2 separate regions of the Ovis aries genome follow, and region 1 is linked to region 2. Evidence: chromatin contacts called from public Hi-C data. All regions are on one chromosome and are shown on one strand. The core of a region is the stretch at or near the end of the contact, and the rest is flanking DNA. Distances in the headings are between cores, read along the strand shown.

Region 1 (3,872 bases), core at 1,008-3,507, 60 kb before region 2:
GTTTTTTCTATGAATATTTGATGAATGCTCAGTGACTAGTTCACATCTGACCCTGACTCAGACCTTGTTAAGCACTCTTATATTATCTCAATTATCAATCCATTGATTTTGTTTTCTCTATTTTTATTTGGAAAAAAGTGCGTCAACTAATTTAATGCTCAATTCTCTAGTTTTAATATTTAAAGGAACCTCATGAAATTTATCTTTTACATTATTCTTTTTAGCATATAAGATCTGATATGAACTTAAACCAATTGGCTAAAGTGAAATCTCTTTAGCAAGCTCAAATCACTAACTGATATGCTCCACCCACCTCCAGACCAATAATCCTCCTTCCTCCTCTCTTCCTGGTCTGTTTATGGTACCTACCGCCAGTACCCCCAGGAAGCCAGATACCTGACCATCACAGGCGTCTCCTTCACCAAGTGCCCTTCTTCTTGCCTGCCCTCATTCAGGGACTGAATGGATTTTGCGTCTTTTTCATTTTCTGTCTCACCTTGTCCCCCATCCTGGGATGCTACAGCAGCCGAGCCTCGGGGCTTCTCTTCCCTACATACCCATTTTCCCTCACTTGACCACTATAAACCTAGTATCATTCTTCTACTTTAAAAATCCCTTCTTCAGTTTTTCTGGCACCTCCATGGGATAAATGAAGGTCCTTCATTTCCAGCCCCCACTGACCCCTCCGACTGTATCTCCATCACTTGTCATATCTCACCTCTGGCTCCAGAACTTGTGGTTTCCAAGCATATCATGTTGTTTCATGACCCTTTGTCTAATCCTGCTGTTTCCTCTACGTGCAACTGTCTAGCCACACATTTTTATCTGCCTGGCTGACTCTTACTTCAGGACTTCATTTGGGATGGGTCCAGGAATGTTCCCTGAGGTCCCATTACACCAGAGGTTTCTATGCTGCACTTCCATTCCTCCAAGACTCTCCATTAGGCCCCAGGACTCCCATCTTATTCAGACCAGTCCCTCCACCAAAATTACTGCCTATTTTCTTTCTCAAATAGAAATTCTTTTAATTCAACAGATAGCTTCTCTTCCTCTGTGCACAGAGCTTTGGGACAACCCAGAAACTCAAACTTTCCACTTGGCAGTTACACCAATAAGGATGGGCTACAGTCACTATTTTGCTTAGTATTAGTGATTGGAAGAGATGTATTTTGAGAAACGCACCTTCTGGTGTTTCTGGTTCCTTAAAAGAGCTTTCTCAAACAAAATGCAGTGATATGATCCCATGATGATCACGGTGAGGAACCTGTCTGTGAGGATAAAAGTGCAGTCTGGATGGATCTGGATGTAATGAACATCCTAGTATCCTTTGAGGAAAGAGGATGCTGTCTCATAGCAGGCCATCGTGTACCTGACACAGGGCCTTCCTTTCAATGAACATGCAATGACCTAAAGACAGGGGTGGCGTCAGCACAGAATGAGGGGTCAAGTATGCATTACACTTGTGCATCATCTTGAACATATAGCATGTTACTGCATTTTATTTGGTGACACGCTAAGAATATAAGAATGCCAAGTGAACCTCCATCACTATTATTGTTACTATTATGTAGCTGTAACATCTAGAGTACTTGTAGGCTAGGCCTTGTGTTAAATCCTATACATTAAAAAAAATTCTTATAACATGATAAGGCAGATCTTATATTCCTCATTTTACAAATGAGACATGTAAGTTGCTCCATCATCTAATCATCAGCTAATTAGTGCAAGAGCCTGGATTCAGAACCAGGTCTGACATCAAAGCCTATTGTCTTCAACCACTAGGTTATTTGCTTTTAAAGCAGAGCTTCTTACAAATAGCAAAATAACATGCTTTGCTTGCCCCAACTGGTGACTCAGCAATATCACCAGGAAGTAGGAAGGATAATTCTAGAATGTTCATATCACATTACTTCATCTAGAAATGAAGCAATGCACTCAGTGACAACACACTGGCTGCCCTGACCTCTAGGACCGAAATGCTGCACAGCTCAAAGGAGGGGGATCACCCACAGCCCCCAATCCTGGGGGTCCTCAGACAACTGAGACACTGAGCTTTTGGAAGCAGTTCACTGCATTTTTAACTGCTACAGATACAAAGTCATTTATTGTCCAAATACAACAAAACTGGCCTGTATCTGAAGATCATTCATATAACAGTTGCTCTGATGCAACTATTCATCATTAGAGTATCAGGGTGTGCTAAGCTCTTACTCAAGTAAGGGTATCACTCTCAGATGGAGCCCAACCATCAGTTCCTCGATTTAGAGGCAGATTATGCTGAACAAAGGGCAAACCACGAGAATGGTTCAGTTTATAGCTTATGTGTGACCCATTCAGCTGAACGCATCTCACATGACATCCTGAAGGCAAAAAGGCACTGCAGTAATAATGCAGCCATTAATAAGCCTGTCAGACGAAATTGATTACAGCTCAGCTCCCAGGACCATAATACATTATTATTGTTGTTTTACTAAGGTCCTTCAGTTCAGTTACAGCAAATGAATAAAAAGGGGAAAAAAAGACAATAGAATTAATAGTCTGGCAGCATTTCTTGGCGATTGTAATTGCCAAAATGTCCCCCAAGAAAAATTTGTTGCAGCTGAGCTCAAATAATATAAACTATTAAGACTCATATAATATCACTCATATAATATCATATAATATAAGCAGGCTTGTAAAGACAATCTGCTTCTTACAGAAGGGCACACGTTTTTTACTTAACACAAACTAAGATTACTGACTGCATTGCTGCTAACACAATAGAACAAACCTCATTTCCGTTATTGACTGTTTCTAAAGTCTTTAGCTTCTCTTTCAATAGATTCTAACAAGATTCCAGGCATCTCTGAAATGCTTCTCTCCACCTTTTGGAAAGGTATATTTGGGAGCGGGGAGCAACTTAGTGAAGCCTGAAAATGTAATTAGAAAAATAGTTTTATGACATGCCACGCTTTTAGGATCTAAAGAGTTAAAAATTTCTGGAAATAATCCAATGGCATGGGTCGATAAGCTCTTCAAATGAAGTCACCATTCAAAAGACAGAAGAGGAGGACCAAGTCCTACACAAGCAACATTTCTGATCATCTTGTCTTTCCAAGAGTCTATTTTATGATGACTTTTCTGAATGTACAGCTATCCGATTCCTAAGAACACCTTTGACAAAGTGCAGCATGTTTTTTTCACAGACAATTAAAATCTACAAAAAATGCTTGTCACTCTATATGAAAATATTTCTCATGCCTAATTAAGAGAACTCTTAGGGAGAATAAATATGATGTTCATATACATAAATATTTGGGATCCTTGAAAGCCTGTAATAGGAACATCTGGGCATTTTGATGCTGATGCTGTGTAATAAGAAATTTCATCTGTAGTAAAATTATTAGGGGGAAAATAATTTAAAGTGACCTCTAGTGTGCTAACAAGGCAGCAAATTTTCTATGCATTGTGAGGAAAACATTCACTGTCACCATTAGCAGCTCTAGGACAAAGTAGGAAAAGTGGGCCAGGGCCTCCGCATGTCACTCCCAGAGGCCTGCCAGCAAGAGTGGCAGCTTTGACCCTCACTGGGTAGACTCTTGGTGGCAGTTTTTGTTTTGTGTAGGGGAGGAACTGATAGTTAAAGAATGGCTGGGGAATGACTGGACATTTACAGACCTGTTCTTTCCCAGACAGTTTTATGTTTTAGATAGTTCTTAAAGGGAAACTATAGAGGCTACTTACTCAAGGTACTTAATAGGTATGATTTTTTAAAAAGTACTTGCCTTTCTGCTCCTTTATACTGCCAACTATCAGGGACCCACATTTCACACTGGAATGTATTTTTAGGGCAGATGGGGAAAAAGGGCCAAGTTTCAGATGTCTCTTTTCTC
Region 2 (4,000 bases), core at 1,339-3,838:
AACCTTATAACCCAGTGATGGCAATTTCTAATAATACTTGATGTGTGGATCTTTGGAGCTTAATCAGTTGTGTTCATTGTGAATGCAATCTGGCCCAGTATAAACACAGAAACTGTCCTTCAGATCTGTGTAAAGTTTGCTAATAAGTATAGCATAATTTTCACTATACCTTGGAACATGGAAATATTTTTTTGGTATTATCTTAAACAATGAAAATCGCATAGTATAAATATTAGGTTGGTGCAGAAGTAATTGCAGTTTGCACTGTTGAACTTTACCATTTGATACTGGAATACATTCTTAAATGTGGTTATGCTATACATCATTTTAATTTGAATTTCTTGCTTTATGTTTCTTGCTAATGAATTATTAATTGCTGTTTATTTTATATGTATTTTATACTATGGAAATGATGTTAGACAAAAAGCAAACTCGAGCAAACTTCTTATTTGAGTTCAAAATGGGTCATAAAGCAGGGAAGACAACTTGCAACATGAACACCACATCTGGCCCAGGAACTGCTAATGTGCGCACAGTACAGCGGTGGCTCAAGAAGTTTTGCAAAGGAGATGAGAGCCCTGAAGATGAGGAGCATAGTGGCTGGCCATCGGAAGTTGACAGCAACCATCTGAGAGCATCATCAAAGCTGATCCTCTTACAACTACGCAAGAAGTTGCCCAAGAAGTCAAATGTCAACCATTCTACTGTCATTTGGCATTTGAAACAAATTGGAAAAGTGAAAAAGCTTGATAAGTGGGTACCTCATGAGCTGACCACAAATCAAAAAAATAGTCATTTTGAAGTGCTGTCTTCTCTTATTCTATGCAACAACCACGAACCATTTCTTGATCAGATTGTGATGTGTGATGAAAAGTGGAATTTATATGAGAACCAGTAATGACCAGGTCAGTGGTTGGACAGAGAAGAAGCTCCAAAGCACTTTCCAAAGCCAAACTTGAACCAAAAAAAAGGTCATGGCCACAGGTGATCTGCTGCCCATCTGATCCACTACAGCTTTCTGAATTCTGGCAAAACCATTACATCTGAGAAGTATGCTCAGCAAATTGATGAGATGCATGGAAAACTGCAGGGCCTGCAGCCAGCACTGGTCAACAGAAAAGGCCCAATTATTCTCCACGACAATGCGTGACTACACATAAATATTTTGCGTTACCCACCATATTCATCTGACCTCTTGCCAACTGGCTACCATTTTTTCAAGCTTCTTGACAACTTTTTGCAGGAAAAAGGCTTCCACAATCAGCAGTATGTAGAAAACGCTTTCTAAGAGTTTGTTCAATTCTGAAGCACGGATTTTTATGCTACAGAAATAAATAAACTTATTTCTCGTTGGGAAAAATGTATTGATTGTAATGGTTCCTATTTTGACTAATAAAGATGTGTTTGAGCCTAGTTATAATGATTTAAAACTCAGGGTCAGAAACTGCTATTGTTTTTCCATCAACCTAATACTACTAACCTTACAACAGAGTAAGGTGGAAAATATACTTACAGAAAAAGTGAAATGACAGTTAAGGAGTATTTTCAAGAAGCTCATCTTAGCCTAGGGAAGCAATTTTACTCTACTGTGTGCATTTTCAAAACTATTGTAATGCTCATGGCATTCGGTCCCATTACTTCGTGGCAAACAGAAGGGGAAAAATGAAAGCAGTGAGAGATTTTATTTGCTTGGGCTCCAAAATCACTTCAGACAGTGACTGCAGCCATGAAATTAAAAGACACTTGGAAGGAAAGCTATGATAAACCTAGACTGCGTATTGAAAAACAGAGAAATCACTTTGCTGATAAAGGTTCATGTAGTGAAAGCTATGGTTTTATAAGCAATCCTGTATGGATGTGAGTTGGTCCATAATGAAGGATGAGTGCTAAAGAACTGATGCTTTCAAATTGCGGTGCTAGAGGACTCTTGAGAGTCCCTTGGACAGTGAGGAGATCAAACCAGTCAGTCCTAAAGGAAATCAAACCTAAATATTTACTAAAAGGACTGATGCTGAAGCTGAAGCTCTGATACTTTGGCCACCTGATGTGAAGAGAGGAATCACTGGAAAAGACCCTAACACTGGGAAGGACTGAAAGCAAAGGGGGAAGGGGGCAGCAGAGGATGAGGTGGTTAGACAGCATCATCTAGCCAATGGACATGTTTGAGCAAACTCAGGGAGATGGTGGAGAACAAAGGAGCCTGGCGTGCTGCAGTCCGTGGGGTCACACAGAGTCGGACACAACTTAGCAATTGAACAACATCAACATCAACAACAAACTAATGTGAGTGCTCTGAGCATATTTAGGGTACACTGAGGTAAGCTATCACGTCCAGCAAGGTAGGTGAACTAAATGCATTTTCAGCTATGATACTGTCAATCCCAATGAGTTTATTGGGATAACTAACCTGTAGATTGAGCAAGATTTATATATGGAATACTTTTCCATATCAAAAGCAAAATTTTATAGTGGGATATTAAACTTTATAATGCCCCTGGATTTGCACGTTCATTTGGAACAGAAGTGACTGCTTTCAGGTAATGGATTTAAGAGAGGAAACATCATTTCAAGTTTGTTTAAGACTGCCATCTAGTGACTCCTTTCTCCCTACTGGATGCAGAATTCTCTGCGATCAAGTCAGTTTAGAGAGGGTCTATATTTAACTTTCCAGACTGGTTAACTCAGGTTTTCAATAGATAGCAGTCACCTTTTCCAGCTTGGATGTCATTCTTATGGTACCAGCTGTGCAGAAACTTATTGTCCTGCTTGGCAGCAGTAGAGAAAAAGTGAGGCACAGACATGAAGCAAAGTAAAAAACAGTCATCTATTATTCTTTGCTGACCTATGCAATCAGACATGACCCTCAAAACAAGACAAATGAACTCTTTTGTGGTGATGTAATCCCTAGAGCAGATGGATCGATGATGGAAACATGTAACCCCACCAAGGTTCATATTTAACATGAGTAGTGTGGCACTACTGCTCTGTGTGAAACTCTGCTCTGGCCAGTACAGCTGAAAGATTATGTCAGCAGCTGAACAGCACAGATTCTGAAATCAGAGTCCCACAGAAACACCTGCTGTAGACTAGACAGTCGCTGCGTGACCCAAAGTATTCCTTTGTGAATCAATATGAAATCAATGTCCCAGCATGATGTTAGGTGGAATCATGCTAATGGACAAGCAAACTAGCCAGGGAGACACAGCAAAGCGATCTCAGCTTTATGAGCTCATTAGCCAATTGGAACTGGGATGGTTTCAAGACACCTGGGTGGTTATGTCCACCTACCTGCATTACCCTGGAAGTTTCAATTGGATACAGTTCCTTCTGTGAGTCATAGATTATTTGTTTTAGTATGCATTGTTAAACAATTGTCATATTCCACGTTGAAATGGCTGCCTTCCAGATGGGGTATGAGGTGATTTTTTTGTGACAGAATTCACTGGAGTCCTAAAGTATGAATGAAGTATATGGGTTTTTGATAAAATTCCACCTGACAGCTCAATTGATCAAGACACTGATTTGATTTCAACAGTTCACAGAATTATAATTAAGCAGTTATGAATGGCACCCATGTTTATCTAGAAAACATCTAGTTTACTCATAAGTAAAATAAATCTTTAAAGAAGTCCCTTTATATTTATTTCAGTGGCTTTCCAAATACAAATGTGCAACCTTAATAAGTTAAGTTCCATATTCAGTGATTTCTTGAAACGTATTATAGAAACTTTAAAATATATAGTCAAAACAAAGAAGAAAATATTTAGCTTTATTTTGAAGCAACTATTTTATATATTGGGGAGATTATTTTCACAAGCATTTACATGTTAGGGTCAACAATAACTAATTTAATGTAATATGCAAATAGTCTGTATGAATTTAACCTTAATCCCCAAAGCTGTCTTAGCAAATATAAACTCTTTAATTTCCTAGGTTTATCAAAGCAAATCCCCTCAAATCACCTGTCAAATTCTACCTTCATCTAGCCACTGAAAAATGT

What was found. A called contact is a pair of places that touch in the nucleus more often than the background predicts.
Region 1: a Hi-C map of tail adipose tissue shows a contact between it and region 2, with 2.8 times the contacts expected there. The contact joins two enhancer-like sites. A contact is called at or near these places in 9 of 16 Hi-C or Micro-C datasets (blood, hypothalamus, liver and 5 more).

The regions. Positions count from the first base shown.
Region 1 is chr3:144,428,211-144,432,082 of ARS-UI_Ramb_v3.0, reverse strand. The region is part of intron 3 of PRICKLE1 (prickle planar cell polarity protein 1); the gene reads right to left. Among named protein-coding and RNA genes, the nearest start is that of PRICKLE1, 81 kb to the right of the region's middle. Within about 2 kb of position 2,257, at least 9 of the 54 cell types and tissues checked have an H3K27ac peak or open chromatin away from gene starts, as enhancers often do. A contact at or near this core is called in hypothalamus, where this site is marked.
Region 2 is chr3:144,368,204-144,372,203 of ARS-UI_Ramb_v3.0, reverse strand. The region is part of intron 2 of PRICKLE1 (prickle planar cell polarity protein 1); the gene reads right to left. Among named protein-coding and RNA genes, the nearest start is that of PRICKLE1, 21 kb to the right of the region's middle. Within about 2 kb of position 2,588, at least 8 of the 54 cell types and tissues checked have an H3K27ac peak or open chromatin away from gene starts, as enhancers often do. A contact at or near this core is called in hypothalamus, where this site is marked.